Linked DNA regions of Rattus norvegicus: region 2 is linked to region 1. The links are chromatin contacts, called in public Hi-C maps. All regions are on one chromosome and are shown on one strand. The core of a region is the stretch at or near the end of the contact, and the rest is flanking DNA. Distances in the headings are between cores, read along the strand shown.

The links. A called contact is a pair of places that touch in the nucleus more often than the background predicts.
Region 2: a Hi-C map of frontal cortex shows a contact between it and region 1, with 2.4 times the contacts expected there. The contact joins two enhancer-like sites. A contact is called at or near these places in 2 of 12 Hi-C or Micro-C datasets (Schwann cells and frontal cortex).

What each region holds. Positions count from the first base shown.
Region 1 is chr13:97,616,900-97,619,985 of GRCr8, forward strand. No RefSeq gene overlaps it. Among named protein-coding and RNA genes, the nearest start is that of Hhipl2, 32 kb to the left of the region's middle. Within about 2 kb of position 1,577, at least 17 of the 93 cell types and tissues checked have an H3K27ac peak or open chromatin away from gene starts, as enhancers often do.
Region 2 is chr13:97,881,244-97,884,266 of GRCr8, forward strand. No RefSeq gene overlaps it. Among named protein-coding and RNA genes, the nearest start is that of Dusp10, 260 kb to the right of the region's middle. Within about 2 kb of position 1,623, at least 27 of the 93 cell types and tissues checked have an H3K27ac peak or open chromatin away from gene starts, as enhancers often do.

The DNA.
Region 1 (3,086 bases), core at 327-2,826:
TGGAGAAGTACAAAGCTTAACCCCCGAATCACACTCCAGATGGTTCCTGTTGAGCAGGACGGGCATGGCCAATAATCGCCCACATTTCAGAGATGGGTGAATAGTGCTCGGAAATGCTGAGGTGGGGCCCACGGATGCAGGAGGAGCTGACTGGGGAAAGGTAAATAAGTGACTGGGAGGCATTAACTGTCTAGTTTTAGGTACAAATGAGGTGGTTGATGAGATATGGTTTGAGTGAGAACTTCCTCCACAGGCTTAGAAATTCGAACACTTGCTCTCCAGTTGGTGGGACTGTTTGGGAAGGTTTAGGAGGTGTGGCCTGTTGGAGGAAATAGGTCACTGGGGGTGGGCTTTGAGAGTAAAAATGCCTTGCCTACTTCCTGTTTACTCTTTGTGCCTGCAGTTTGAAGATGTGAGCACTCAGCTTCCTGTTCTGGCCACCAAGCCTGCTGCTTGCTGCTATATCTCCTGCCAGGACGGATTCTTATCCCTCTGGTGCTCTGAGTGCAAATAAATGTTTCTTTCCATAAGTCGGCTTGGTCATGGGATTTTCATCACAGCCATAGAAAAGTATCTAGTACATATGTCTACTCCCACAAAGGCCTAACATAATCCTGAGAGTCTCACAGAGATAACTCCTCATCGTCCAAATGCTTGCTATGTTCCAGGAAGCTCTCTGGGTGTGAGGAGTTAGATCACTCAGAGCTCAGAGGATGTCTCCCATGCCCAGTGGTCTTAACAGGTTCTGGGAGGGCCCTATGATAATGGCTGAATCTGATGCCATCCATTTCAGGGTAGCTATGCTATTCTCTGTCACTTCTGGCCTCACCTGGGTGGCAAGTGCTGTCCCTGGGCATTCCAAGGTATGTCTTAACCCATCACCCATTTTTTTTTTTATCTCTCTCCAGTAGAGAGCTGCAGTTCCCAGAGTTGGCGTGAGGTCATAATCCTACACAAGCTTCTCAATGTGTGACTCTGAGCAAATGGTTCTTTAAAAAAAAAGCATCACACATTTCCTTTTTAGAATTATTTATGTATTTGCCTATCTATTTATGTGTGTCTGGATGTGAAGGTCAAATGACAACCCAACAGAGTCATTTCTTATCTTCCACCAGGTGGGTCCAGGGGACTGAACTGTAATGACCAAGTCCTGGAAGGATATGACGGTACCCTCTGAGCCACCTAGGCAGCCCCCAGAAGATGGTTCTTCACCCCAAGGTAATAACCAGCTGCCTCGTTGGAGCCAGGTGGCTGCAGTCAGGAGTGGAGGAACACAGCTGGAGGAGCAAGGAGCAGTTGTAAGGATGTGGGAGCCAGGAGAGGTTAACTCTTTCTCTCACAGCTCCCGATCTCCGACACATCCAGCCCTCTGGGCTGACATCCTTAGGTTTTTATATTTTGACTGAGCAGCAGGATTAAGTGTGCCATCAGGTAGGAGACAGGACTGGAGGTGAGTCGGCTGACATTCTCATCTGCATGCAGGGATAAACCGTCCTTGAAGCTAATCCACAAACTAAGGCACAGAGCTATTAGGCAGAACTCTAAGCAAGGGCTTTATTGGACAAAGCGTCTGCGGTGGCTCTTCATGCCCGATAGTTTTGGAAGGACGGCTGTGCATATTAATCCCTTCCCTTGGCAGACCGAAAACCCCTTGCAAGCAGAATCAGCCTGTTTTGCAACTTGCCAGGATCTGATGAACTGAAGCCATGATCATAAGATTCATTTTGGAGGGTTAAGCTACAGCTTTCGGGGAGCCCAGGACCTCCTCTGACTGCTGTTTCTCTTCTGGATCGAATGTCCTTGTTCTCTGTTTCTTTCTTTGGCCACAGGCAATGGGAGTCTTCAGTTTGCTTCTATACAGGGCCGTGGGAAATTAGTCGAAACGACTGAAAAGCTCTCCACGGCCACAGCTGGCACAAGAGCCCTTACTGAATATTAGTTTGGAGGAGGCTCATCAACTCAGACAAGTTCCCCCTGTACTTATTTATTTTTGGCTTAGTTCTTTTCAGAAGAGCAAGTGCTGGAGACATCGACAGACGTGTGAGCCATTAGGGTTTCAGCGGGAATGTCCCCACAGGTTCCCACGTTTGAGCATTTGCTTGCCAGATGGTGGCACTGTTTTGGGATGTTGTGGGTCTTTTGGGAGGTGGAGCCTAGCTGCAGGAGGCAGATTTCTGGGGGATGGGCTTAGCTCGGGGTCCCATTTCTGTGCTCATTTCAACTCGATGATCTGACCGAGAACAAGCAGCCTCATGCCCCCACCAGCAATGGCACTGATCACTGCCTGCCTTCTCTACCATGATGGACTTGAACATCATACCATGATCCAGGAGAAACTCTTTCTCCCCTAGGTTGCTTCTTTTAGATACCTGTTCCCAGCAATAGAACAGTGAGGGTGGCTGGGGGTGGGGTGCTAATGCTGGGGTCTATGTTAGAAGGAAGGGAGAGTTGGCATGTTGGCCTTTTGTCTTGGAGCAGGGATGTGTTTGGGTTTAACTCTTGGTGACGGTTCTCCTAAAGGAAAGCAAAGTCCATTCGGGAAACTAACAGTGAACTGTTACAATCTCACCCACTACCCCTAAGTGCTATTCTGTGATGAGAAGTCTGTGCTTGTAGTGGTTTGGAAAGCCTGGAGACTTCTAGGAGAATCACAGTTCATATGACAGTAAGTTAAAAGTTCTGGGTTCTCCTGGCTGTAGTCATACAGGCGTTTAATCCCAGCACTCAAGGTCTCTATGAGTTCCAGGCCGGGGGAGGCTATCTAACCATCTTATTTCCGGTTCCTGAGAGTGCTGGGATCATAGACACTTGCTAACAGGCCAGGCTTCAGTTAGCTGAACCAAGGGTTTTTCTTATTTGATTGTAAACATGTTTTTACCATTTTCTTTTTCTTTTTTTTTTTTACACAAACAGCACCTATATTTGGAGAAATTGAGTTAAAATAAGGGAAAGTAGTACAAATTGAACTTCTGCAGGTACCTAGCCAGGTACTTTATAGATGTCACCTTCTGTGTATTACTTTCCCAAGTGTATTGGCCTGTTTTGTGTCAACTTGACACAAAGCTAGAGTCATCAGTGGAAGGAGC
Region 2 (3,023 bases), core at 373-2,872, 260 kb after region 1:
GATGGCGATTTCGGTGAACACTAAAATAGAGTTTAGGAAGTAAGATGATCTTAGCTCATGTAGTGAATGTGTTTGCAGCTTTGTATCCCCTGGGCTGTGGCTGGTAAGGGAGTGAAAGCCTCTTCCTCCCTCCCTCCCTTCCTCCCTCCCTCCTTCCTTCCCCTCCTTCCCTTTTTGTGCGTGAACGTGAGCAGATTGTAACTGTTAATAGCACTTCATGAAAAGGAAGGCAAAATTTGAACTTATTTGAAGGGTCCTCTTTCTCTTTGGGACAGGAACAGGTATGGATGTTTTGTTTTTCGATATCCAAGTGGTCCCCACAAACTTCCAAACACCTGAACAAGTAAATTTTTGTCTAGCCCGGGTGGTTCGGCTTTCCCAGGGGAGACATGAAGATATATCTCTTCACCCCAGGTACAGAACTATGCATGTTCTACTGGGTGCACTATTGACTTTCGTGGGGTGGCTGACAAAAGTAAGAGTGATTCAGAGGCAGATAGATACCTCACCAGAACACGACCAAGAAATCCAATCCTAGTCAACTTAATTACGTCTGCTGGGAAGCCAAGGATGACCTTGAAACCCTGGTTGCCCTGTCTCTACTTCCCAAGTGCCAGGATTCCAGGCAGACACTATCATGCCTGGTTTATTCAGTGCCTGAGGGCAAGCTCAGGGTTCCATACCTGTGAGATACACTTACAGCTTAGCCACATCACCGGCCCCTTGTATAAACTCTTCTAGAATGGTGATTTTTTTTTTCCTCTGTGTAGCACCTGGCTAAATTTGTTGTTGTTATTGTTGTTGTTGTTGTTGTTAATTGTTTGGATTGATCTTTTCCCTGAATGTCAGTGTGAGGATCCGGATCCCCTGGAACTGTAGTGACAGACGGTTGTGAGCTGCCTTGTGGGTACTGGGAATTGAACCTCAAGAGCAGCCACTGCTCTTAACCGCTAAGCAATCTTTCCAGCGCTGTGATGATTAGAATCTTTGAGATAGTAGACCCTGTGAGGGTTTCCTGAAGGCTTTATGAGTCTCGTGATCTTCTCTTTCCCTCCACAAAGGACTCCCATGACGTTGTCGTGAACGTCATTGCAATTACTCCACCTCGAGCTCTAGTTGCACTCTAGTCCCAGGCATTAACAAGAGCCTCTGTCTTTCCCTTGCAGAGCTCATTGGAGGGTCTGTTGAGCAATGGTAGCTCATCACGGTTAGGCTGCATCTGGACACTGCTCTGTTGAGTAGGCACGTCTGCCTTCTTCTAGGGTGTTTTTAAGTAATCCTCCTCCACAGAGTAACACAGGGCTTAATCAACTAATGCTGTTAAAAACTTGGATGAGGAGACAAGGTATTGTGATTGAAGTTTCTGCAATCCCAAGGAGAGAAAGAAACAGAAATGTGTGGCCTCAGCTTTGGTCTAAAGATCAATGCAGAATTAATGTGAACGGGCTTGCCAAGAACACAGCAGCTTGCAGGCTGTGCTTGCAAATCGCCTTCCATTTACATCCGAAGATCAGAGCAGCGAAGAAACTTTGAGTCTGTATTTCTGCTCACATAACCCTTAGGGACCACAGCTGACTGTTTCAAAGGAACTGAAAACAACCATCTATTCTTTTACTCTTCCGGCTTGTGATCAGCTCCTCCAGGGCATTGCTCCAAACCACTTCTGTTAAGATTGCCAGGGTCACAGCAGGGCATTTGAAAGCGGAGTTCCTTGTTCTCCAAGAACATTTACAAACAGGTCGCAAAGGCACCCTGATTACTTCCAGTTGCTTTAAAAAAAAAAAGGCAGTGCAATTTTAACTTCTTCACTTTATTTTCCTTTTAATAAAGTGACTGACACTTGAAACCCATCCCTCAATAAGTTAAAGATAAAAGGTGTACGTTCTTCTTCTTTTTTTTTTTAATATGTGGAAGTACTTGGGAAGCACACCAAGGTAATGGCAGCTCTGGAGAGCCTGACGTTCATGAAGATGCGTATCAAGGAACCATGGATGGATAAGACTTGAAGGCCATTGAGTAAGCTACAGGGCCCTGTCCTGTGTCTGAGATCCTCCCTGAATCTTTCATATGTCATCTGACCTGAACTATCATGGGGCTGGCACAATGTGTACATGAGATAAGTCCCTACGCTGACTTTGTGCTAGCTGGGGTCCAATTCAGCTTTCCTTGCTCCCTATCTTTTTTGTTTAAAAAATTACCATTTTAAACCCTCCACGTTTGTTCTTTCATTCCCACAGTTGAGGTTCTCATTTCTCATTTGGAGTGGAGCCATGACCTTATGATTTCTTTGTCTTAGCTTGCCTTAAACCACACAATGCTCACCAAACCAGTTACCTTAGCTGTAAATACCTTTGGTAACTCTGGGTTTCCCCTCTTACCCTCATGGGACCAGCTGTCCCTGCTTTATGTGCCAGGTGTCATGTAGACAGATTTCTCTGTGCATCTGGAGGCCTCCCTGGCTCTGTCTGTCTGTGATGTGCCTTCTTGCTTATTGGGGCACAGTGGATGTCGGGGACTTTTATTTCTCTCTCATGGCTGAGGTATGTGTATCCTCCTAGTTTAGGGGAGTGTTGCTCTTGGAAGGTAGTAGATGAGCACACTTTCAGTGATTTCTACAGGCTAAGGAGAACTATGAGCTTAAGACTTCCTTTTTCCTGGGGGTCACCCATATCCCATGTCTGATTCTCCTTCACCCAATGAAATATAGCTAGGGCCATTTTCATTCCGTCCATCACTAGAAAGGTGAGTTGGGGCCTTCACTGTGGCCATATCATAGCCCAAATTTCCCTTTTGTTAAATCTGGTCTCCCTGAGTTAGACACTAATCTTGGGAACACTCTCCAGAAAGTTCCTACATCCCATCTAGTGTCTGTCTATCCATGTCCAAACCCTAGCACTGTCCACGCTTGGATTTTCTAGGAACTATTGATGTCTACTATAAATTGCTATAGCATTTTGTTTATATGATAAACTAGGCTGCATATCATCTAGATTTCTTAACATGGCCTCCAAGAAGGCAAATTT